6 separate regions of the Mus musculus genome follow, and all the other regions are linked to region 6. Evidence: chromatin contacts called from public promoter capture Hi-C data. All regions are on one chromosome and are shown on one strand. The core of a region is the stretch at or near the end of the contact, and the rest is flanking DNA. Distances in the headings are between cores, read along the strand shown. Region 1 holds the start of Rhot2 (ras homolog family member T2). Region 2 holds the start of Ciao3 (cytosolic iron-sulfur assembly component 3). Region 3 holds the start of Chtf18 (CTF18, chromosome transmission fidelity factor 18). Region 4 holds the start of Mettl26 (methyltransferase like 26). Region 5 holds the start of Metrn (meteorin, glial cell differentiation regulator). Region 6 holds the start of Pkd1 (polycystin 1, transient receptor poteintial channel interacting).

The links. Promoter capture Hi-C pulls out the DNA fragments that hold promoters and counts their contacts.
Region 1: a promoter capture Hi-C map of pre-B cells shows a contact between it and region 6, with 5 times the contacts expected there. The contact joins the promoter of Rhot2 here to the promoter of Pkd1 in region 6. A contact is called at or near these places in 6 of 39 promoter capture datasets (the C10 cell line, cranial neural crest, hippocampal neurons and 2 more), 1 of 484 Hi-C or Micro-C datasets (B cells) and 1 of 115 datasets of contacts at active chromatin or transcription factors (pancreatic cancer cells).
Region 2: a contact with region 6 is called in a promoter capture Hi-C map of pre-B cells, with 4 times the contacts expected there. The contact joins the promoter of Ciao3 here to the promoter of Pkd1 in region 6. A contact is called at or near these places in 3 of 39 promoter capture datasets (the 3T3-L1 cell line, liver and pre-B cells), 1 of 484 Hi-C or Micro-C datasets (B cells) and 1 of 115 datasets of contacts at active chromatin or transcription factors (pancreatic cancer cells).
Region 3: a promoter capture Hi-C map of pre-B cells shows a contact between it and region 6, with 4 times the contacts expected there. The contact joins the promoter of Chtf18 here to the promoter of Pkd1 in region 6. A contact is called at or near these places in 3 of 39 promoter capture datasets (embryonic stem cells, hippocampal neurons and pre-B cells).
Region 4: a promoter capture Hi-C map of liver shows a contact between it and region 6, with 2.0 times the contacts expected there. The contact joins the promoter of Mettl26 here to the promoter of Pkd1 in region 6. A contact is called at or near these places in 3 of 39 promoter capture datasets (embryonic stem cells, hippocampal neurons and liver).
Region 5: a promoter capture Hi-C map of pre-B cells shows a contact between it and region 6, with 2.4 times the contacts expected there. The contact joins the promoter of Metrn here to the promoter of Pkd1 in region 6. A contact is called at or near these places in 3 of 39 promoter capture datasets (the 3T3-L1 cell line, hippocampal neurons and pre-B cells) and 2 of 115 datasets of contacts at active chromatin or transcription factors (large pre-B cells and pancreatic cancer cells).

Annotation. Positions count from the first base shown.
Region 1 is chr17:25,842,895-25,846,422 of GRCm38.p6, forward strand. It overlaps Rhot2 (ras homolog family member T2), which reads right to left and starts at 1,631. Exons shown (of 19, transcript NM_145999.3): 1 at 1,506-1,631; 2 at 1,361-1,419; 3 at 1,195-1,276; 4 at 1,047-1,090; 5 at 213-266. The coding sequence starts at 1,542. It overlaps Wdr90 (WD repeat domain 90), which reads right to left. Exons shown (of 41, transcript NM_001163766.1): 36 at 3,346-3,520; 37 at 3,105-3,235; 38 at 2,877-3,020; 39 at 2,685-2,804; 40 at 2,481-2,565; 41 at 1,840-2,331. The coding sequence ends at 2,174.
Region 2 is chr17:25,772,240-25,775,687 of GRCm38.p6, forward strand. It overlaps Ciao3 (cytosolic iron-sulfur assembly component 3), which reads left to right and starts at 1,537. Exons shown (of 11, transcript NM_026238.4): 1 at 1,537-1,648; 2 at 2,807-2,902. The coding sequence starts at 1,583. It overlaps Gm41550 (a long non-coding RNA gene), which reads left to right. Exons shown (of 3, transcript XR_876684.1): 3 at 171-305.
Region 3 is chr17:25,725,756-25,729,473 of GRCm38.p6, forward strand. Chtf18 (CTF18, chromosome transmission fidelity factor 18) reads right to left here and starts at 1,660. Exons shown (of 22, transcript NM_145409.2): 1 at 1,492-1,660; 2 at 1,186-1,365; 3 at 946-1,093; 4 at 620-794; 5 at 125-217; 6 at 1-39. The coding sequence starts at 1,582. It overlaps Rpusd1 (RNA pseudouridylate synthase domain containing 1), which reads left to right and starts at 1,962. Exons shown (of 6, transcript NM_028009.4): 1 at 1,962-2,092; 2 at 2,448-2,636; 3 at 2,768-2,891; 4 at 3,071-3,173; 5 at 3,313-3,414. The coding sequence starts at 2,455.
Region 4 is chr17:25,873,315-25,877,095 of GRCm38.p6, forward strand. Mettl26 (methyltransferase like 26) reads left to right here and starts at 2,186. Exons shown (of 6, transcript NM_026686.2): 1 at 2,186-2,412; 2 at 2,646-2,808; 3 at 2,906-2,965; 4 at 3,181-3,248; 5 at 3,347-3,425; 6 at 3,636-3,781. The coding sequence starts at 2,216. The coding sequence ends at 3,683. It overlaps n-TGccc7 (a tRNA gene), which reads left to right and starts at 1,774; the gene lies at 1,774-1,844.
Region 5 is chr17:25,795,485-25,798,756 of GRCm38.p6, forward strand. Metrn (meteorin, glial cell differentiation regulator) reads right to left here and starts at 1,561. Exons shown (of 4, transcript NM_133719.2): 1 at 1,381-1,561; 2 at 757-1,157. The coding sequence starts at 1,478.
Region 6 is chr17:24,548,259-24,551,986 of GRCm38.p6, forward strand. Pkd1 (polycystin 1, transient receptor poteintial channel interacting) reads left to right here and starts at 1,692. Exons shown (of 46, transcript NM_013630.2): 1 at 1,692-2,219. The coding sequence starts at 2,005. It overlaps LOC115488769 (a long non-coding RNA gene), which reads left to right and starts at 2,226. Exons shown (of 2, transcript XR_003952238.1): 1 at 2,226-3,728.

The sequences.
Region 1 (3,528 bases), core at 381-2,880, 1.3 Mb after region 6:
TCTTTTTTTGGTTTTATTTTTTTTTTTTTGAGACAGGGTTTCTCTGTGTAGCCCTGGCTGTCCTGGAACTCAGGCTGTCCTCGAACTCAGAAATCCGCCTGCATATGCCTCCCAAGTGCTGGGAGTAAAGGCGTGTGCCACCACGCCCGGCTCAAATGAGTCTTAAAACAACAACAACAACAAAATGGCCAAGGAGATCCCCTCTTGCTTACCTTCTCAATGGTGGTCTCCTCAGACACATCGTACACCACACACACTACATTTGCCTAAAGGAAAGCAAGGCACAGGGTAAGCATAGTCTGCCGGCTCACTATGGACAGTACAGGCCACTCCTGGCCATGTCCCGGGTGCTCACAGCAGGATGGGTAGGGCTCTGAGGCCAGGAAAGTCCACCTTTGCCAAGCAGGCCTCTCCCTGCCAACACTCCCTAAGAGACACCAGACCCTAGCACCATGGCTCTAGACAGCACATCCTGGACTTATGACAGACCTATCACACGCAGGTTACAGTCCCAAGGCAGGTCTCTCTCACTTTCTATCTCAGTACAAGCAGCAAGGATGCTGCAGATGCAAGCAAGGAGACACTGCACCCTGACCAAGTGACCAAGTGACCTGCACCTATAGGACACAAAGAAGGCTGAAGGACTGCATTCAGGAACATAGTAAACTCTGGCATCAGGGAACGCCTAGTTAAGATGGCATCCACTACAGCCTAGGGAGGAATAGTACTGGGGAACCGAAGTATGTTAAGGAAAAGCAATGAAGGGTGTGTGTGTGTGTGTGTGTGTGTGTGTGTGTGTGTGTCTGCTCCCCTCAGACCCTGGGATGGATCACTAATGGCAGTACTGGCCAGGTCCTGATTCCCAGAAAGCTATGATCTGGAAAAGCCAACAATACTCAGCCGTGAAGGTCACAGCTGAATTATCAGGGTCAAGCAGAGTCACCTAATCCAGCCGCCAGGAAAGGAAGCCGATTAAGACTAGATGGCAGCAAGTTAGGACCAAAGAATTGGGCTCAGTACCCAAGGGCCTGCAAGATGCACCGCACCTTGTGGATCTCCTCCTGAAGTTCTTCCTCTGTCTGCTCCGCTTCTAAAAGGAAAAAGAATGCTATGTAGAATGGCTGTTGCGCTCGATTCAGACCGGCTGCAGGCTCAATACACACCGGCTGGGGGGCAGCATTTGGAGATAGATACCTGAGTAATCCACGATATGAGTGGGCACCTTCTCCGGGGTGACGTCGGCGGGGATGGTTATCTCCTCCGCGCGGGCAGGGACCTGCAACAGGTGGGTCAGTATTGAATGCGGAGCGGCTGCCCAGAGCCTGGCATCCGCCCTAAGTGCCCAGTCCGCCCCGCGCACCTCCTCGGGAAACTCCTCGCCGACCAGCGACAGGATCAGAGACGTCTTCCCCACCTGGGCTGCGCGGGGAGAGGGAACAGTAGTCAGGAGCACCGCCGAGGTCACGGCGACCCTACCGGTCTTCCCGCGGCCCCAGCGCACCTACCCTCGCCCAGCAGCAGGATGCGAACATCGCGCCGCATGGCTGCTGCCCGCAGCAGCACCCCAAACCCACCCCTCCCGGCCCGGCCCGGCCCAAGTAGACCCAATCCCAACCCCAACCCTCTCCTTCAACCCGCTCAGGCCCCCGCACTTCCTGTCTTCAGTACCGCCCTCACCCAAGCTTCCGGTCCCGCCCACACAGCACCAGCTAGTGGTTGGGCTAAGGCAAGGCGCCCGCGCCCGCCTGCCAGTAGAGTGTTCCTGACTCTGCAGGTGGTGCAAACAACTCAGACTCAACGGGCTCCTCGGGAGGAAAGGGTGAGCTCAGGCCAGAAGTGATGCAAAGACACAATTTATGGGACAATAAAACAATGTATCGCTATAATAAATGCCAGTGTTTATTTCCTTAAACTGTACAAAATAAAAACAATAAAACAACCTTCATGTGAAAAACAACCCAGTATGCCAAGTTTTGTGTAGGAGGGAGTGGTTCTGAGGGTCAAAACCACACTTCACAGATTCTAAGTCACTGCCACACCCTCAGCCTCCTTGAATCTTTTCAGATTTCACCCAAATTCCAAACAATGCAGTTCTGAAGCCTGTCCCAGCCATCCTGGCTCGGCATACAGCAATCCACAGTCTGGCTTTTCTGCCTATGTTCCTAGCAATAGCTCAGGGATCGGTGACTTCCCACACCAGGATCTCGTTGTGAGCAGCTGTGAAGAGCAGTCTGCCAGATGGAGTGAACCTACACAGGTGGACCGAGTCATCATGGCCTTCCAAGTCCTGGGCAGTCCCTGACGCACAGTCTAGGAGCCTCATCATGCACTCTGTGGGTAGATGACAGGGTGCTCTGAGTACTGACACCTTGCTGGGAACCTTGCTGAGGGGAGCAGGGCCATGACATCTACGCCCCCAAACCTGCTATGGCTGAGGACTGTCAAAGCTGCCCTCTCTATGTGTGTCGACCAGCACTCACCAGCAAAACCAACCACCATGAGCTGAGATCCTGGGGACAGGCTCAAAGACATGGCAAAGAAGGGCAGAGGTGTCTTCTGTATCACCTGTAGGAAAACAATATGACACTGAGGTCTCCTGCCAGGGACAAAGCCCAGGCTCCATGGCCTTCTAACCCTATGACACAGCCCTGGATGTCCACCTACAGAGCAGTGATCGCACAAACCTGCTTCTGACGGAGGCTGTAGAAGATGACCTCCTCATGTGCACCCAGGCCCACACACACCAGTATCGCCTTATCCCAAGGGCAGAAGGCAGCAAGAGAGGGGGGCAGGAGGCCTGGAGCCTGTGGAAAGCAGTATGTTGTGCTGGGTTGTGCAGACTCCAATCCCCACCCACATGACCGTGGAACTCTTACCTCTGAGACAGCAGGTGCAGGAAAGCTCAACCATTCCAGGAGTTCACAGCGGTCCCGGAGCCAGTCAGAGACCCAGATGCTGACACGTTGGTCCCCACTTGCAGCCAGCCACAGTTCTACACCCTCTACCCCTAGGTCTCCATACTGGGAGAAATGAGGGATGTGAGAATCTGCTGCCTGCCCACAGCACCCCAAACCCCTCCCCACCATCACCTGAGCTTGCCTTACTTCTTTGCTCGTGCTCTGGATAGCAGAAATTGGAGCACCCCGGTGGTCACTGAGCACACGGAAGGTCATTCCTGTGCAGGGGTGGCTTATAGCCACAAGTCCGTCCTTATCTCCAGATAGGATGGTCTGACCTGTGGCAGATGGAGACTATGATGCCATTATGTGAGCCCAACCCACAACCTGGAAGTGTGGTGCAGGCTAGCTGAGGTGGGCACGTGACTCTGTGGCCGCGTCTGCTCACCGTCGGTGGAGAAGGCGATGGCTGTCAGAGCGGTCCGGTGGGGGTGCATCTTGAGTTCCATTGCTGTACGAGAGATACTGAAGACTCGAAGTGTGCCATCGCTGTAGCCGGCCACCACCTGCTGCTGCTCTGGGAGTTCACAGGACGGGGGCGTCCACGCAAGGCAGAGACAGCTCTAGTGTT
Region 2 (3,448 bases), core at 287-2,786, 1.2 Mb after region 6:
GCCATCCTAGTCCACCAAGCGAGTTCCAGGACAGTCAGGGCTACACAGAGAAACCCTATTCTGTTTAAAAGAAAAATGACATTCACGTGTGCAGCATCTATTCTAAAGACTTTTCTAACCACCCTGATCAGAAACCTTCTCCACACCTGAGGTCAGCTTTCCATCTGCAGGTTTGCCTGTCCTGGACATTTTTGCTGAATGGTGTCACACGTGTGGCCTTTTGTGACTGGCTTCATGAAATCCACTGATTGTAATGTCTTCAGGGATCACCTACATTACACCAGGACTTCATTCTTTCTACTGTTCCAGGCCATTCTGCTCTGTCTCTCTTATTGGGCCTTGGATATGCCTCACATCTGCCAGCCGTCCACTGGGTTTGTTCTAATAGACTTGGGTTTGGTGGTGGTGGTGGTGAGTTTGAATTTCCAGGGATCTATGTATCACCCTCCTTCCAGCATTAGAATCCTCCCAGCAACCCTGTATACAGTTACCAAACCCAGACACTATTGTGGATGCCAAGAAGTGCATGCTGAAAGGAGCCTGATATGGCTGTCTCCTGAGGCCCTGCCAGAGGCTTACAAATACAGAGGCAGATGCTAGGCAGCCAACTGTTGGACTGAGCACGGGGTCCTCAATAATTAAAGAAAGGACTGGAGAAGCTGAAGGGGTTTGAAACCCCTTAGGAAGAACAACAATATCAACCAACCAGACCCCCCAGAACTCCCAGGGACTAAACCATCAACAAAGGAGTACACATGGCTCCAGCTGCATATGTAGCAGAGGATGGCTTTGTCATGCATCAATGGGAGGAGAGGTCTTTGGTCCTATGAAGGCTTGATAGATGCCCCAGTGTAGGGGACTTTGAGGGAGGGGAGGGGAGAGAGGGTGGGTGGGTGGAGTAACACCCTCACAGAAGCAGGGGAAGGGAGGATGTGATAGGGTGTTTCCAGGAGGGAGGGAGGGAAACTGGGAAAGGGGATAACATTTGAAATGTAAATAAAGAAAATATCCAATTTAAAACAAGAATCCTCCTGGCAAACAGAAACTGTCCTTTGGCCCTGGTCCAGTCCAAGAACCTGCTTCTGTAAATGTTCTCCCACACTCCAGTCTTAACATCTCAACAGCACTTGTCTATCTCATTTTTTGGTAAGCCCATTCCAAGGCATTCCAGTGAATCAAAGTTAATTTTGTGTTCTCCTGCCCACTGCATCTGGAACCTTCCTTGAGTATTGCTAGGTCAAGGTGATGAATGAAATCCGGATTCCGACCCCTACGGGAAGCGGGAGAGACTCTGAGTCTCTAGTTACATTCTTTGCGTTATTTGTCTTTGCTACCCTGCTACACCACAACCAAGGGACGCAAGGGAGACCGAACGCTGTGCTGTGGAACTTGCAGCTTGAGTCCGCTGGGCCGAGCGCTCAAGGCCGCCGGCAGAGGGCGCGCACGCTTTTCAAAGCTTGTTGACGGAGAGAAATGAGCATGCGCTGGAATTTGCGTTTTCCGGCAGAGTGGCGGAACTGCATGTCATTTTGGTGTCATTTTGCGACACCCCCGTGTGACACTCGGCGGCAGTGAGGCTGTCATGGCGTCGCCCTTCAGTGGGGCACTACAGCTGACCGACTTGGACGACTTCATCGGGCCATCTCAGGTGGGCCGGCCAAGGGCGAGTCGGGCAGGAGGAGGGTCCGAGCCTGGCCGTGCACCTCGGGAAACCTCTCTCGTCTGTGTCTTTTCCCAGGGCCCAGGACCCAGGGCCTCAGTCAGTCTAGTTCCCTTTTCACAAACACAGACAACTGAGGCCAGGGAGGGCCAGACAACGCGGTTACTGGGCCCGGAGCGATCCCTGGGACCATGGGAGTGTTTAGTGGTGACAGGCAGGTTTAGTGTTTAAAAAAAAAAGGTGGGGGGACTTGTTGTTATGTGATCTTAAGTTACTGTTGTAGTAGTGTCACCCAGCTGGTGATGCAGAGACATGGTGGGGCTGAGTTAGCCTCCACACACCTGTGAGATATCCCTTCCCACTCCTCTCTCAGAGCCAGTTGTCATCTCTGTGGACAGGGACCATGTTGAAGGGACAGGTTTGATGTCCACTTGGGCCACAGCCACAGCTAATGTTCCTGACGTTGCCTCGAGGAAGAGAGAGGGATACAGACAGACCGCCCTGAAAACAGGAGCTGCTGCCCTTGCTGGGTCTTCCTTTGTCTCCAGAGCTAGCCAAGTCCCATGACCCATAAAAGACGGGCTGAGCTGCCACACGGACAGGATGAACTGGGCCATCTTACCCGAGACTGGCCCTTTTCTGGAAAGCCACCAAGGTTCAGGAAGCGATAACAGGAGATGTCCAAGAGAAGGGGAGAGACATGGAGTTTCATCTGTGGTCGTGGGATGGAGGTGACCTCTAGATGTTTCCAAGGAAAGCCTTCCTGTCTGGCCAGGCCTCTGACACTCTGATCTCCGGGGGTGTGCTGCTATGTGCACGTAGGAAGGGCAGGCTAGTCAGGGCTTCTTGCATTAGCTTGCATATAGAGTTTGTAGCAGATTTCATGGTGATTCTGGAGAAAGAGTGGCCTTGATGGCATTCTCCTCACCTTGTACAGAGAAGGGTGGGCAACCAGAGCTCAGCATGGCTTCAGTGGCAGGAAGGTGGTAGAATTGGCCTCGGTGGTGAGCTTCACTCTATGGCCGGTAGCCAACCATCCCTGAGGCCCTCCATACCCAGCCCCCCACCCCACTCCCCACCCTCCCCACCCCCCGTCCAAGTTGCTTTCTCCTAATAGAGCCTGGTGTGGGGTCTTTCCTGGTGTAGAATTGCATCAAGCCTGTAAAGGTGGCTAAGAAGCCAGGAAGTGGCATAGCCAAGATCCACATTGAAGACGATGGCAGTTACTTCCAAGTGAACCAAGTAAGGACCCTGAGGTCTCACCACATCCCTGCTGGGGGCTGGCGGTGGCAGGAGGGGGAGGGAGGCTGGGGTGTGGATCTGAAACACACATCTTCTTCTGCCTTTCCCAGTCGCAGATGTGGCCACCCTGAAACTCACTGCATCTCCCCAGCTCTCTCACTGGTCACATTCACTGACCACGGGGAGCTGAGATGATGAACAGGGCTGCCATGGTGAGCAGCCAGTCTGTCCTGTTCTGCACGGGGCAGGAGGAGCCTCCCCTCCTCCTTTGCCCCCTACGTTTAGTAGCATAAGATTTTGAGGGGGTTGGTTCCCTCAAGCCCCTCCTCCCTCTAATCTGAAAGTTAGATCCTGATGTCTGTTAAAATTAACCCTGCCTGGCTGCCCTTTGCACTCTAAGGAATCCCCTTCAAAATACCGTGCGCCACTGCCCTGAGAAGGGAGGCCCAGCCATGGGACCTCTGAATAGGGGAGGAACCTTGGGCAGGTTCAGGGAATGGGTGTGCATATCGCCATGAGCAGTGACAAGCCCAGCTGTTTGTCTAC
Region 3 (3,718 bases), core at 410-2,909, 1.2 Mb after region 6:
TGAAAGCTGTTGGGCATCCTCCAGCAGTTGTTGCCGTCTCTATAAAAACAGGATAGGCTGAGGTCAGGACAAGTCCAGCCAGCACTAGACTCAACACATAAACTCCCCACTCCACTAAACCTACCTTGCTATCAACTTGCTCCTTCAGGGAGGCGAAGGGGACACCCAGCAGGTCCAGTTGGCCACAGCCTCGCCAGTGGACATCTAGAAGAGGGTTCTGGGCAAGACAGATTTATCATCTCTATAACCCTCCCAGGTCATGGAGGCATCCACAGTGCCCTTCTCTCCCCACCCCCCAAAAAAGGCTGACAGAGGGACAGAAATGACCTTTCCTAATTAGAGAGGGGATGGATATGGCCCTCAGATGGGCCTGGTCCAAGGGAAGTCAGCTTTAAGGTGAAGAGGAAAAGAAAAACAGAAAGCTAATATATGGGGTACAAGGCGGCACTCTAAGGCCACGTAGCCTCAAAAGTAGCACTGCTGTTTCCAACACTGGACTACCTGGCGTGCCTGTTTCTAGCAATTCAGATAGGTGAAACTGGCCTCAGAACCTGCTGAGAGCCTATTGGCAACATAAAAGAACCAATACCATGGCAAACCCCATGCTATGGCCACACACCTGCACCCCAGGGCCTATGAGGTCAGCCCGAAGCACCAAAAAGGCCCGTTCTCCACTTGTGGATGTCACATTGATATAATCTTCTAAGATAGGAGGCCGTCTCAGGACAGGATTGCGATTTCGGGGACTTGGCAATGTCTGCATGAGGTCTTTGTCAGCATTAGCATCTGAATACCTAGGAGAGACAAGCAGCTCCCTGTCACTCTCAAATGGGGTGCTTGACCCACACTCACTCCTCTTGCCGTCCCATAGACATCCACTTCCAGAGCCTCATGCAGGGACAGGCAGCTTTCCAAGTCAGAATTACATGCCCTTAAGCAACACACCCAGCATCCAACATCTCAGGGAAGACCTCTGGACTCGGTGGAGGGGTAATGTCCCCAGGAGGGGAATCTGGATATAAGAGCTCCTCCATATCTGGCTCAAAGTTCAGCTTCTTCACCACGTCCAACCTGGGTCGTTTGACCATGGGGCCTGCAGAGACAGAGGCAGAAAGAGGTGAAAGAATAGAAAACTGATCCTCAGAATTCCCCGACTTTAAGTGCTCAGTCCCCAATCGGACATACTGGAGGGCGCGGGCTGGTCCCTACGAACATTCTTTCTAGTATTGCGGTTGACATTTCCTGGCGACCCTGCAGGGCAGGGACGCGGGACAGTGTCCCCACCAGCGATGGCCTCTTCGAAGGTTAGCGGAGGGCGGCTCGCTGGAGTTTGGAGGGTCCCAGGAGGAGCCTGGTCCCGTGTTCCTGCTGAGACAGAGGTTGATAGCAGCAACACACATTAAGAAGCGAACTCCCAGCCGTTACCAATCCCATCCACACAGCTCTCCATGCTGCAGCAGGATGCAGCCACGACCCAGGACCCGCGCCCACCTTCCAGCTCAGCCAGCACTTCGAGCTCAGCTGCGAACTGGTTTTGGAAATCATCCTCCACACCATACAGATCTTCCTCGTAGTCTTCCATGGAGCCAGACCACAACTCCCACAGCTCAGAGTCCCTCAGAACTTCCCGCGCCGCCGCCACCGCGCGCTACCCCGCCCCGAGAGCCTCCAATACCGCCAATCAACAGCCGACGTTCCCAGAGGCGCCCGCCATTGGCCAGCGGGGAAGGGCGGGTCTTACTCCCAGAGGGCGGGAGGAGAGGAATAATAGTTCAATGGTTGGAGTGGAGGATCAAGAACGCTTTCTATTGGCCTGTACAGTAAGTAATCCGTGGGGGAGGCGGGGAAATAGGTGGGACTAAAAAAGCGCGTGCGCAGACTATTCGGGTAGGGCCTTACCATTCTTCAGTGGGCGGAGCTCCAGGCCCGGAATGCCATTGGCCAGTACGACCATCCATTAGGAAAGTGGAATGGGCAGGGTGAAAAGGCGGAGCTGCGCGCCAGCCAGGCCAAGACCTGGTTCCTAGTATAGGGAAGCGAGGTTGGATGCAGAGCTGAGAATTGACATCCTGGTCCCTTGGCCCTGTTGCAGGTAAGTCCTAAAGGGTCTGCCTGTGGTCACAGGCTGGTGGGAGGCAAGTTAGGGAGCGCTTGAAGTCCTGGGTGGTCCTGGGCAATAACCTAGCGTGAAGTGTGTAGGCGTGAGCTGGACAACCAGGCTGTTTATTCCACTTCAAGTCAGGGAGAGCTCCCTAACCCTGAGTCCATGGCAAGTCAGAATCACCTGACCTTGGCCAGACTCCCATTCCGGAGCTGACACCCCTGGCATGGGCCCTTGTGGAAGACATAAAGGGTTCCAGCAGGTTCTGGCCCCAGTAAGTGTGTACAGTACTTGAAGACCAGGTCAGGCACCCTCCTACCCCAGGCTCACTCCCACCTGCGTGCAGCCCCACCATGGAGCCTGGCAGCATGGAAAATCTGTCCATCGTGTACCAGAGCAGCGACTTCCTGGTGGTGAACAAGCACTGGGACCTGCGCATTGATAGCAAGACCTGGCGGGAGACCCTGACCCTACAGAAGCAGCTCCGACACCACTTCCCAGAGCTGGCTGACCCTGACACCTGCTATGGGTTCAGGTACACAGCCAACATGGAGAGCCCCACTGCAGCATCCTTCCAAAGGATGCTGGGACACTGGACTCTGCCACAAAGGTGCTAACCAGAGCACCACAGGGTCCAGCCACTGCTGCTCTTCTGCCCGTTCCCAGGTTCTGCCACCAGCTGGACTTCTCCACCAGTGGGGCACTGTGCGTAGCCCTGAATAAGGCAGCTGCGGGCAGTGCTTATAAATGCTTCAAGGAACGGCGAGTCACCAAAGCCTACCTGGCACTGGTAAGTCCTGGCCAGTTCCTGGGATGCTGTGTGGAGACCCAAGGCTCACAGCCTACTCCAGCAGGCCTCTCAACTGAAGCTCCGTGCCAGGCTTATGTGCCTATCTAGAGCTCAGCCACATTCCTCTCAGAGATGACAGTGTGGCCCAGTGAGCTGCATGTGATGTCCTTGCTCGACAGGTCCGAGGCCATGTCCAGGAAAGCCAAGTGACGATCAACTATGCCATTGGCAGGAATAGCACGGAGGGGCGGACGCATACCATGTGCATCGAGGGCACTCATGGTAATAGTGGTTTGTTGTGGGGGCCATGGGCATGTCTCCAAAGCCTGCGTGAATGGGAACGGCCAGACAGGTGGAAATTGGAGTTGGCTCAGGCTCTAGGGCTGGCCCAGTGGGCCCTTACACTTTAGTTTTCATCTAGGTTGTGAGAACCCAAAGCCAAGCCTCACAGAGCTGCTGGTCCTGGAACACGGCCTATATGCTGGTGACCCTGTGTCCAAAGTGCTGCTAAAGCCACTTACAGGTATGTCCAGGGCAGGAGTTCATCATATAAGAAAGGACCCCGAGGTATAGGCATTGTGGCCTGCCTGGGTCTATACTAGGTGTGCGGGCAGAGCCGATAGCAAGATCTTTGCTGGTGTTTGCATGTACCCTGGCTGTCAAGCTGATCTCTCTGGCTAGATCAAGGGTCTCCCTGACTGTGCCCTCACGGCCCACCCCGACCAATCTCTTGACCTGAGTCCCAATGTCTGATTTGTAGCAAGAAATATAATGAATCCCATACCAAGGGCCTGCCCCACCCTGCCCTGCCCTTCCTTCGCAGTAGC
Region 4 (3,781 bases), core at 936-3,435, 1.3 Mb after region 6:
ATCTCCAGGAAGCAGGTGCTCACACAGGCCAACTGCAAGCAAAGTCTCCTCTCCCATCTGATGGCCTCTGACCTCAGTAATTAGGGAAAGTGTTGGTGCATCCAGAGCAGCAACTCCCACAGGAGGGTATTAACCAGAGGCCAAGAACCCTTAAATGTCTTGTTGAGCGCTGTTCTCTAACGCAGCCTCCCTGTGGGGAAGGGGAAGCAAGAAGATCAATCTAGGGCTGTCATCAGTCTCCCTATTTCCTGGTTTTTTGTTTGTTTATTTTTCAGACAGGGTTTCTCTGTGTGCTGAGACTAAATGTGTATATGCTACGCGATGCTTTAGGAACTAGTTTTGGCCGGCGTGGTGGCGCATGCCTTTAATCCCAGCACTCAGGAGGCAGAGGCAGGCAGATTTCTGAGTTCGAGGCCAGCCTGGTCTACAAAGTGAGCTCCAGGACAGGCAGGGCTATACAGAGAAACCCTGTCTCGAAAAACCAAAAAAAAAAAAAAAAAAAAGAATTAATTTTGATTCTTTGTTTTGTTTTGTTTGTTTTGTTTTCCAGACAGTTTCTCTCACTGTGGACTAGCCTCTGACTCTCCAGTACCACCACCAACAGGCCCCAGTTGAAATTTAAGTAGCTCCCTGGCTGTCCCAGGCCCTCTTCCAGGGGCTCTCCTTGAGACAGGGCATGTTTAGAACAGTGTTGCACTTTGATGGAGAGAAAGAATCATCCACGACCTCTCCTGAACTTGGACATATGGAAGATGCTCACACCCCCAGCTCCTCTGCCCAAAATCCCACGAATAATCTATGGGAAAAGCAAGCCAGGTATGCAGAGGCTGAGGCTGTAAAAGGGAGAGTCTGACTCAGGTCCAGTCAAGGTCACTACCAATGTCAGACATCCATAACCATCTGTCAGGGGCTGCTCAGAGTGGGTGAGGGGTTGGACTTCAGGACTTTCCCCGAGTCTGGACTGATAACTTTTCAGAGGCATTTCTAGAGTGGCCACCCTATATCTCATCCTTGGGCCATGTCACTCACATAGTTTAACAGTTTGACTACACTCACACCCCTGGTCACTCCGGCTGAATAGACACCTCAAACACAGCCCCAAGCAGGAGCCATGTTTAACCCTGAGCTCCATGATGTAGTATGGGGCAGAGTAGCCCACGCAACCTTTGAACTAACTGTTGGCAATCAAGCGTGAACGTCTCGGACATTTTCTAAAATCCAGCCCCTGTGAGAAATGAACCACTTCAAACCACACAAAGGTGAGAATCAGAGAAGTACCCTTGTCCGTGCACTTGTCGCTTCGAATTTCATTTCAATAGTCACTGACCGCCTCCTGCTATCTATCCGTGGACCTCGAGCTAATGCCAGCCGTCTCAGCGTCACACAAAGCTCATCTGAGCCCAAAGTGTCCCAGACCCGAGGATTCCTGCATCTGGGTTCCCCAAGCTCCATTCTGTTACCGCCCATGCCCACAAGGCTTGGCTTGTTGAACCTCAGGACCTGAGCGCGACCTCAGGCTTCCAAGAGATCGCGACCGCTATGGTTTCCATGGCGCAGAACCAAATCCTGTCTATAAATCTCACGGTACCCACATTTTCTCCTTTCCCTTGGACGACAGCAACAACACTTTGGGATCTGGTGGGATATGTTGTTCTGCAAACGCTTGCCAATAGAGAAACGGAGCGCAACAGAAAAGACACAGGCATAATGCTGTTACATTAACATGCTTGCGTCACAATTCGTATGCCCTACGGACTGCAGTCTCGCTCAACAGCGCCGCTGGTGTAGTGGTATCATGCAAGATTCCCATTCTTGCGACCCGGGTTCGATTCCCGGGCGGCGCATGTTCTTTTTATTTTCCCGTTCATCTCTGAAAAGGAAGGATGCCTTGCAATCTTAAACACCATTCCAAAAAAGGTGAGGCGCAAACGCAACAAATGAGCTTTTAAACAAATACAGCTGAAAGACTCCAGGAAACCATAGCCTCTACTCGAGCCTTGTTCCTTGTCCGAAGTCACCGCTAAATCCCGGCCGCCGGAATCAGTTTCCCGCAGATGCAAACCCTTTTAGGAGTTGAGAGGCCTCCTAACAGTTATACTGTTGCAAGCGGCTGGCCCTTTCGACCACAACTCCCGTAGTGCCCCGCGCAGGAGCTGGACCACAGCTCCCGTGGTGCCCCGCGCGCATTCTGGCTGGGGCTGGCCGCACCGCTGCGATGATGATGGCTGCGGCTGCTGAGAGAAACAAGGAGCCCATCCTGTCCGTACTCCGCCAGTATGTGGATCCTGCCCAGCGCTGTGTTCGCGTGCTCGAGGTGGCCTCGGGCTCTGGACAGCACGCGGCACACTTTGCACAGGCCTTCCCGAATGCCGAGTGGCAGCCGTCGGACGTGGACCAACGCTGCCTGGACAGGTGCGGCGGCGCGGTGTCTTTCCCTTGCGGCCGCTTGGGGCTGAGTGAACGGCGGGGCTGGCAGACCGGAAATCAGGACAGGCCTAGGTTTGGGTGCCAGACTGAGGTAGTAGAAGCAATGGGCTGTAGGGTCGACAAAGATACCCGCTTGCTGCTCCTCAGGACTTTCCCCCCACACCCCGATCACTGAGGGGCCTCGTCAGCCCTTGCCCATGCGCTGCTGCTCTCCACAGCATTGCCGCCACCACCCGAGCCCAAGGGTTGTCCAATGTGAAGGCTCCGCTGTACCTGGACGTGACCTGGGAGTGGGAGCAATGGGGCGGCATCCCACCCCGATCGCTGGACCTGTTGCTCTGCATCAATATGATCCACATCAGCCCCCTGAACTGCACAGAGGTGGGGACCACTGTGGAGCCCAGCTTTCACGTTGCAAAGAGGAAAGCATGAGTCTCCAGCTCCCGGCTTACTGTGCCCTACTTGCCTTCCTCTGCAGGGGCTCTTTAGAGCAGCAGGACACCTGCTCAAAACCAAGGCTGTGCTGATCACCTACGGGGTGAGTGACCCTACCTTAAGACACCCCTATCAGCCTTGGGTGTTTCCCCACTCTTGAAGCCCAGGGCCCGGGACCTAGCTAGCCCTTTTCCTTCTTGAGTGCAGAAAAAAGTTATTCTTTCTATACTCCTATGGAAAGAACTCCATCCTATCCTGCAAACTAGCTGTGTGGGAACGACTGACTTTGGGCCTATGTATTGTGTCTTGTTCTCACAGCCCTATGCCGTCAATGGGAAGATCTCTCCCCAGAGCAACGTGGACTTTGACCTGACCCTCAGATGCAGGTCAGATCTGGCTAGGAGGTAGCTTGGCTCAGAGAGAGGGTAGGCGGGATCATAACCTCAACTCTGCAAATGCCTTCTACCTTCCTCCCCAACTGCAGGAACCCAGAGTGGGGGCTTCGTGACACAGTCCTTCTGGAGGAACTAGGCCAGGCCAGTGGCTTGGTCCTGGAGAGGATGGTAGGCAGGGCGATGTGGGGGTGGGGAGCCTCCCTGTGATTAAGAGTCACTCCAGCCTGGCATGGTGGCGCACGCCTGTAATCCCAGCACTTGGGAGGCAGAGTGAGTTCCAGGACAGCCAAGGCTACACAGAGAAACCCTGTCTCGAAAAAACCAAAAACAACAACAACAAAAAAAAAACCAAGTCACTCCAGCAAAGCGTTTTTCCAGGTGGACATGCCAGCCAACAACAAGTGCCTGATTTTTCGGAAAGAATAGCATCTCTGTCAAAAGTTGTCACGGTACAAGCTAGACCTCAGCCCCTCCCTCAGTCCTTGGGATAAATTAGCCCCTCCTGGTCTGGTGGCCACAGGGCT
Region 5 (3,272 bases), core at 311-2,810, 1.2 Mb after region 6:
CCACAGCTCCTCCCAAGAGGAAAAGGTACAGGAGCAAGAGACTAAACCCTTCTCCCAGCATCCTATAGCCTGAAGACACCCTGCAGGTACATGCCTACTGATGGGCACCTCAGTGCCTCATACACAGGCTTGGTACCATCTCATAAACTCAGACTAACACTGGGAAACGTTCTGTGACCTCCCAGCTCTAGCTAGGGATATTCTAGTGGACTCCAGTTCGGGGGGGTCTCTAGCTAGGGCAGAACAGTCAGAGAGCCATTCATTCCCTGCAGGGTCAGGCTACAAGTTCCAGAAGAGCAAAGCACTGGGCCTGGTGCCCTGCAGGGAGGCAGGGCAGGCAGTCTCCATGGTGACGAAGAGGCACACTGGACTTTTGTTGGCTGGGCTTGGGGGGAGGGGAAGGAGGTCACCACCAGGCCAGGGAGCCCTGGACAGCCTTGGCCATAGGCTTTGATTCTGCCTCAGCTTAACCCTTCCCCCAATCCTTCAGAAACCAGAGACCCAGGGCTGGCCTCTCGGGCATTTGCCCCCTCCTGCTCTTTTCCTAAACCGAATCTTTTAAGAGGAGGAGGAGAGAAAGGCGGGGGCACTTCCAACTCACCTCCTTACGACCTGGAAGCCACTATGCTCTCCACCGGAGTGGCCTCTGTCAAGCTACAGAAGGACTCTCCATGCAATGGGGTGGCAAGGCCCAGTCCCATCAGGTCAGTGTGGAGGGCCAATTTCTGACACCCAGCCAGTCTCATAATCACTCACCATCCACACCAAGACCTTGAGCCTGGGGAGACATTTCTGCACGTTGGTCCTCGTGCAGTTCAAAACGGAAGGCAGCAACTCTGCGGCTGATGTCGCGGTGTGGTGTGGCCTGCAGGAAAAGGGCTCGGCGCTCGCGGGGACCCCAGCGCATGCAGCGGCCCCCAGCCAGGTCCGGGCCCTCGGCCAGTAGCAACTCTAGATTGCCGGTCATACGTTCAGCGAAGACCTGGGCACCAGCGAAGGGCCGCTCTGGGCGCAGACAGACGATGCTGGGCCGTGTGCCCGGATCGGGGCCGCCCAGGGTCAGGCGCAGCGCCCCAGCTGGGTACAGCCACTCGATAGCGCCCTCAGTACAGTCCAGGGTCAGCTGCCCCACGCTGCCAGGCTCCTGGGTCAAACCGCTGGGGACAGGACGGTGGTTCTCAGGTGGGTGACCCTCGTTCCCTAGCCCGCTCATCCCTTTTCCCGCGGCTACCAACATCTGCTTCTACTCTGTGTAACAGGACATTGAAGTCTGCGTTTCCTCAGTTCCAAGTGGGAGGGAACCCTCCAACCCAAGAAGTAAATAAAATAAAATAAATAAATAAATAAACCCACAACCCTCCCCGCAGTCCCTCCTGGTACCTGCCCCTCCAGCTGCAGCGGTCTTCCGAGTAGCCAGCGTGAGCGGACGCGGCCAGGAGGCCGCAACAGAGCGCGCAAAGAAGCGTGGCTACCAGCATGGTTAGGGGACGCGCCGGGGCCTCGGACTGCTGCCCCGGGAGGGTCGGGGCCGCAGCGCGAGCAGCCCGCGGCGCGGCTGCCCGGCCCGGCGCGTCCCCACAACCGGCGACCCCTCGCCGCTGCCCCCTCTGAGCTCCGGGGCTAGGGGGCGGGGCCTTTGCTCTCGGACCAATCGCCACAAGCCGCAGAACTTTCCTCCAATTGCAGCACCCTCGAGGGGGTGGGGCGGGCTCAAGGCGGGAGCTCGGTCCAAGGCAGGGTTGATGTAGAAAGCGCTCCTGTTTCCCCATTTGGAGATCCCCAATAGGAACGTTTGGTGGGTTGGTGGGGTTCGCTGTCGACTGGAATCTGGAAGGCTGTCCACCCCTTACCTTCAGTGGACCTCGGGGCAGTGGGACTTTGTAAGAGAAGTAGTAGAGTCTGCAGCCAAAATCTGAACACTGGTATCCTGCTGCTGGTACTTAAGGAAAAGAGATTAAAACCCCTGTGTTACTGCATCTCATAAGGGAGGGTACAGAGGGCCTGGAGCATGGAGCTAGGCCAAACCTTCGGTTTGGGGAAAAGAAAGAATACTGGCTAGGTCTGGAAGGAGTAGCGTGGGTAGTGTGGATCTCCTTCTGCCACCATACATTCTCAGACCTAACTACACACTCCTCCAATGTTAAATGGATACTAAGAAAAAAATGAGGCGTTCTAGAGGACCTGCCTAGGGACCCACCTGACTGACAAAGCCTGGTAGTCTGCCGGTGCCAAAGTACAGGCCATTCCTACAGTCAAGATCAACCGAAAGGGAATCAGAAAGATATCCCAGGCAGCCTGAGGATGTAGCTAGGTTATAGAGCACCTACCACACAGGCATACACCCCTGGCTTTGATCTTTAAAATAATGTTAAACTGAGAGTGTAGTGGGTCTTGCCTGTAATCCCAGCGGGCAGGAAGTAAAGGAAGCAGCTCAGATGTTCAAGGGCATCCTTGGCTCCATAGTGAATTCAAGGACAGTGTGGGCTACATGAGAACCTCTTTTTTTTGTTTTGTTTTGTTTGTTGTTCATTTTTAAAAAAATATTTTTATTAGATATTTTCTTTATTTACATTTCAAATGTTATCCCCTTTCCTGGTTTCCCCTCTGAAAATCCCCTATCCCCCCCCCCCCGAGAACCTCTTAAAATAAAATAGAGCCACTGTGAAACCCCCCAATGGGGAAGAGCTTCCTTGGAGCAGCTTGTCCTTTGGATCTGACCGAAGGGAGGGTGGAGGAGATGGAAAATAGAAGAAGAACCTTGGCAGGTCCCCAAGGATCTCTCTCTCTCTCTCTCTCTCTCTCTCTCTCTCTCTCTCCCACCCCCAGGGCTCTGTTTCTGGATCCTCCAGGTTCCGAGTGAAACCCTTCCGGTTGGCCTGGACCTGCGCTCAGAGACAGATGAGATCCAGTGATCCCACTGGCAATCTGGGGAGGAGCTTCAAACACTGACTACTTTCTCCTTGCCTCCCAGGCCCTCTTTGACCAATAAGAAGGCTCAGATGGCTCCTTGCCCCAGTCCAGAGAGTCAAAATGACACAAGGTGAGAGTGACCAGAACTTTCCTGATGAATCAGTAAACACAGTGTGGTGTGACTGTTCTTGGAAGAAACATTACATATGGGCTGGAGAGATGGCTCAGCGATTAAGAGCACTGATTGCTCTTCCAGAGGTCCTGAGTTTAATTCCCAGCAACCACATGGTGGCTCACAACCATCTGTAATAGGATCTGATGCCCTCTTCTGGTGTGTCTGAAGACAGTGACAGTATACTCAT
Region 6 (3,728 bases), core at 442-2,941:
GTTATTCTCATCCATGAAGGAGCTGAGAGAGGTTAAAAGGGTGTCCTTGGAAGTCCTGTGAGAAATTAATTAAGTAGTCTGGTCAGGAGCTTTTAGGAACCTCTCACTCTAGAGTACTGGCCTGAGAAGCGCATGCTACCATGCATGCTCTGTGAGTTGGTTTTGTTTGTTTGTTTGTTTTTCGAGACAGGGTTTCTCTGTGTAGCCCTGGCTTTCCTGGAACTCACTCTGTAGACCAGGCTGGCCTTGGACTCAGAAATCTGCCTGCCCCTGCCTCCTGAGTACTGGGATTAAAGGCGTGTGCCACCTCACCCGGCTTCTGTGCGTTTCAATATATTTAATAAGGCTGTTCATTCACTCGTCTAATTACGGAACAAACATGCTTATTGGCCCCAAAGAACGTCCCACCCCTTTCCTCCAGTCTCAAGGCACTCATCAACTTCCTGTCTTTGTGGACTTTTCTCTCCCTTTTTAATTTAATTTTTCTTTCCCTTTTTGAATATTTCCTGTGTAGTTCTTGGTATTTGGACGTCTAAACATTTTTTTCAAGGATTACTCCCCGGTGCTATGGTTGGAGTCTTTTCTCTCAATTTAATTTTGTCTTTAGCTCCTGCGCACAAGGATCTACAGTACCTGGAGACTGAAGCCTGAGATGGAGCTGCTTGGCGGGTGGGCGGGTGGTACAGCGTCTCCCCAGCACCTCCGCAGGGTGGTCTGCGCGGAGTGGTGGAGGGCACGGCGCTAAACTGCACCCACTCCAGGTGAGCTCAATCTCATGCATCACTTCTGAGCCTCTGCAGCATGCTCTGGCAGAGGTCCATGATATGACGCAGCAAGTATTTATTGACTCAGGTCGGCGGTACTCTCCAGGGTCAGAGAAGACTTGCGAAGTGGAAGCTCGCACAGCTGGCACCCAGAAACTGTAGGTCGCAGGGTTTTTTGTTTTGTTTTGTTTTTTTAATTTATTATCAGTGTAGAGCGCATGCTATGGCCAGGGTGTTGCGGCCAGAGGACAACTTTGTATAAGTTGGATTTGTGTACGTGGATTTCGGGAGAGGACTCAGCTGATTAGGCTTCCTTTATCCGCTAACCGACCCCCCACCTCCACAGGGTTTCTCGGTATATCCCTAGCTGTCCTGGAACTCACTCTGTAGACCAAGCTGGGCTCTGAACTCAGAGATCCACCTGCCTCTGCCACCCGAGTATTGGGATTAAAGTCTTTGCCACCACCACCCAGTGCTGAGCCCTCTCTTCTGCACCTACTAGTGTTTTTAATATTGTGACTGTTGATTGCAGAAGGCTAGGAGCGAAGAAACCTACTGACTCCAAGAAGGCCTCAACAGCCAGAGGACTTCAAGGGGGAACTCGGGAAAGCAGGGTGAATAGCCATAAGCTCTCCAGCCGTTGTGGGTAGGGGACAGCCTAAGCGGGCAGCTGCTCAAACCGCAGCCTGACTCGGGGCTCGAAACGCCGCAGCAGAGGGGGCGGAGCTTCCTCCACCTTCAAGCCTGGTCTGCAGCAGACCCAGCGGTGCAGAAGGCGGGGCCTCCGGAGGACTCCCCTCCCGTGAGACCCCGCCCACCAAGGCTCACGCTCACTGGGCGGAGCCTCTGAGGGCGCCCTTCCTTCAGGCCCCGCCTACTGCAGGATCTGCAATGAAGAGGGCGGAGCCTGTGAAGGCCTTCTCTTCATCCAGTCCCACCTACAGCCAACTTGGAAGCGCAGGGGCGGAGTCTGAGGGCGCCCCGCCCCACGCCGGAGGTGGGGGAGGAGGAGGAGCTGGCGCTGGGTCTGCAGTGCAGCGCGAATGCGCGAGCAGGCGGCCAAGGCCCTGAGGTGCGGCCTGCCCCAGAGCGCTGAGCAGCTGTCGCACCGCAGACGGGCCACGGCCGCCGCGGCATTCAGCCCCGTGCCGCACCATGAGGTCCGCGGGCCCCTCCTGAACTGCGGCTGCCGGCGCAAGGGGCCTCGGGGAACCGGGGCCATGCGCGGGCTGCGCTGACGATGCCGCTCGGCGCGCCTGCTCTCCTGGCGCTGGCCCTAGGCCTGGGCCTGTGGCTCGGAGCGCTGGCCGGAGACCCTGGGCGCGGCTGCGGGCCTTGCCCGCTCCCCTGCTTTTGCGGCCCTGCGCCCGACGCCGCCTGCCGCGTCAATTGCTCCGGCCGCTGGCTGCAGACGCTAGGGCCGAGTCTGCGCATCCCGGCTGACGCCACCGCGCTGTGAGTAGCTGCGCCGAGGCAGTGCAGGCGGGCAGGCGGTTGCCATGGCGGCGGGCGGCCTGGCTAGAGCATCATGACTGGGTCCGGCGGGAGCAGGGCTGAGGTAGATAGAGCCCTTCTGGAGCTTTGCCGGGCTGTCGGCCGCAGAGCGTGGGCGCGGTCCTGAGCTCGGGCCGCAAGACGCAGCGGGGCCTGGCCGCTCCTAGGGCGAGGCTCCAGCAGGGATGTCGGCCCGACTAAATAAGGAAAACCTTGGACCTCAGCCGGCGTGACCCAGAAGAGTAGCCAAAAATCCCAGTTCCTACGAAGACTGACGTTTTACGTTGCGGGGCTCCTCAAACAGGAGCTACAACAGTGCGTGGGGCGTGGTAGGAGGTTGCGGAATAAACGTTAATTAGAGACTAATTGAGGTGTATCCTGGGGTTGGAGATTTCTGTTGGGGCTCAGAGCTGGCCTCTAGGGGAAGAGTCTCGACAAGAATTTTATGGATGTGTAAGAATTGACTATGTTTAAGGGACAAAAGGTTGGTCCAGCGGCCTGGCCTGAGGTTGGCCACACATAGTGACTGCTGGAGAAGTGTTAGGGAGTAGAGGGTGTGATGGATGTGGGCCTCTAGTGGTACTTAGGGAGGGGAAATTGCCAGGAGGGGTTAAAACATTTGCCATTTCGGCAGTTTTGCCTTCTGAAAGTAACAGGCAAATCTCACTGAGAGATCAACATCTTGAACCAGGCTTAACTAGTCTCTTTTTATAGATTATCACACTTAATTCTTAGTCCAGTTCTCTGGCGTAGAGCCAGACCTCTGTTTTACAGGTGAGGAAAGAAGCTTGGAGATGCGATGTATTTTCAAGGTATCACAGCCTAGACATCATAGCTTAGGTTTGGACCTTTGCAGTGTTGGCAACCAGGGTTGGATCAAAAATGTTAAGAGGAGATTGCAGACTGCAGTAATTTGTCTCAGGATTAACTGATTCCAACCGGTTTTTTTTTTGTTTTGTTTTGTTTTGTTTTTGTTTTTTTCCCCCAAGACAGGGTTTCTCTGTATAGCCCTGGCTGTCCTGGAGCTCACTCTGTAATCCAGGCTGTCCTGGAACTCAGAAATCCGCCTGCCTTTGCCTCCCGAGTGCTGGGATTAAAGGTGTGCACCACCACTGCCCGGCTGATTCCAACCTCTTAGACTTCCTGGGCACTTCAGCCACAGTAGTTCTTGCTGCAATTCCCTCAGGAACTTGTTAAAGTAGAAATGGTCCCTTTCACTGGTTTTTATAATGGGCTTGGTGACTTCACCCTAGTATGGAGCTGAGATTTGGGTTCCTATGATTGTGTTCCTTGACCACTGTAGCATTTGTGGTGCAGCTGTCTCTGGAGATGGATCCCCTTTTGCTATCTAATAGGATCCACAGAATTGCATCTGATCCAGATTTATGGATGCTATGAATGAGGGCACTTCTTTCTCTCTGCTACCTGGTATCTGTAGGAGTCAGGTCCAGCTCCTGTTGGCTCCTTCTT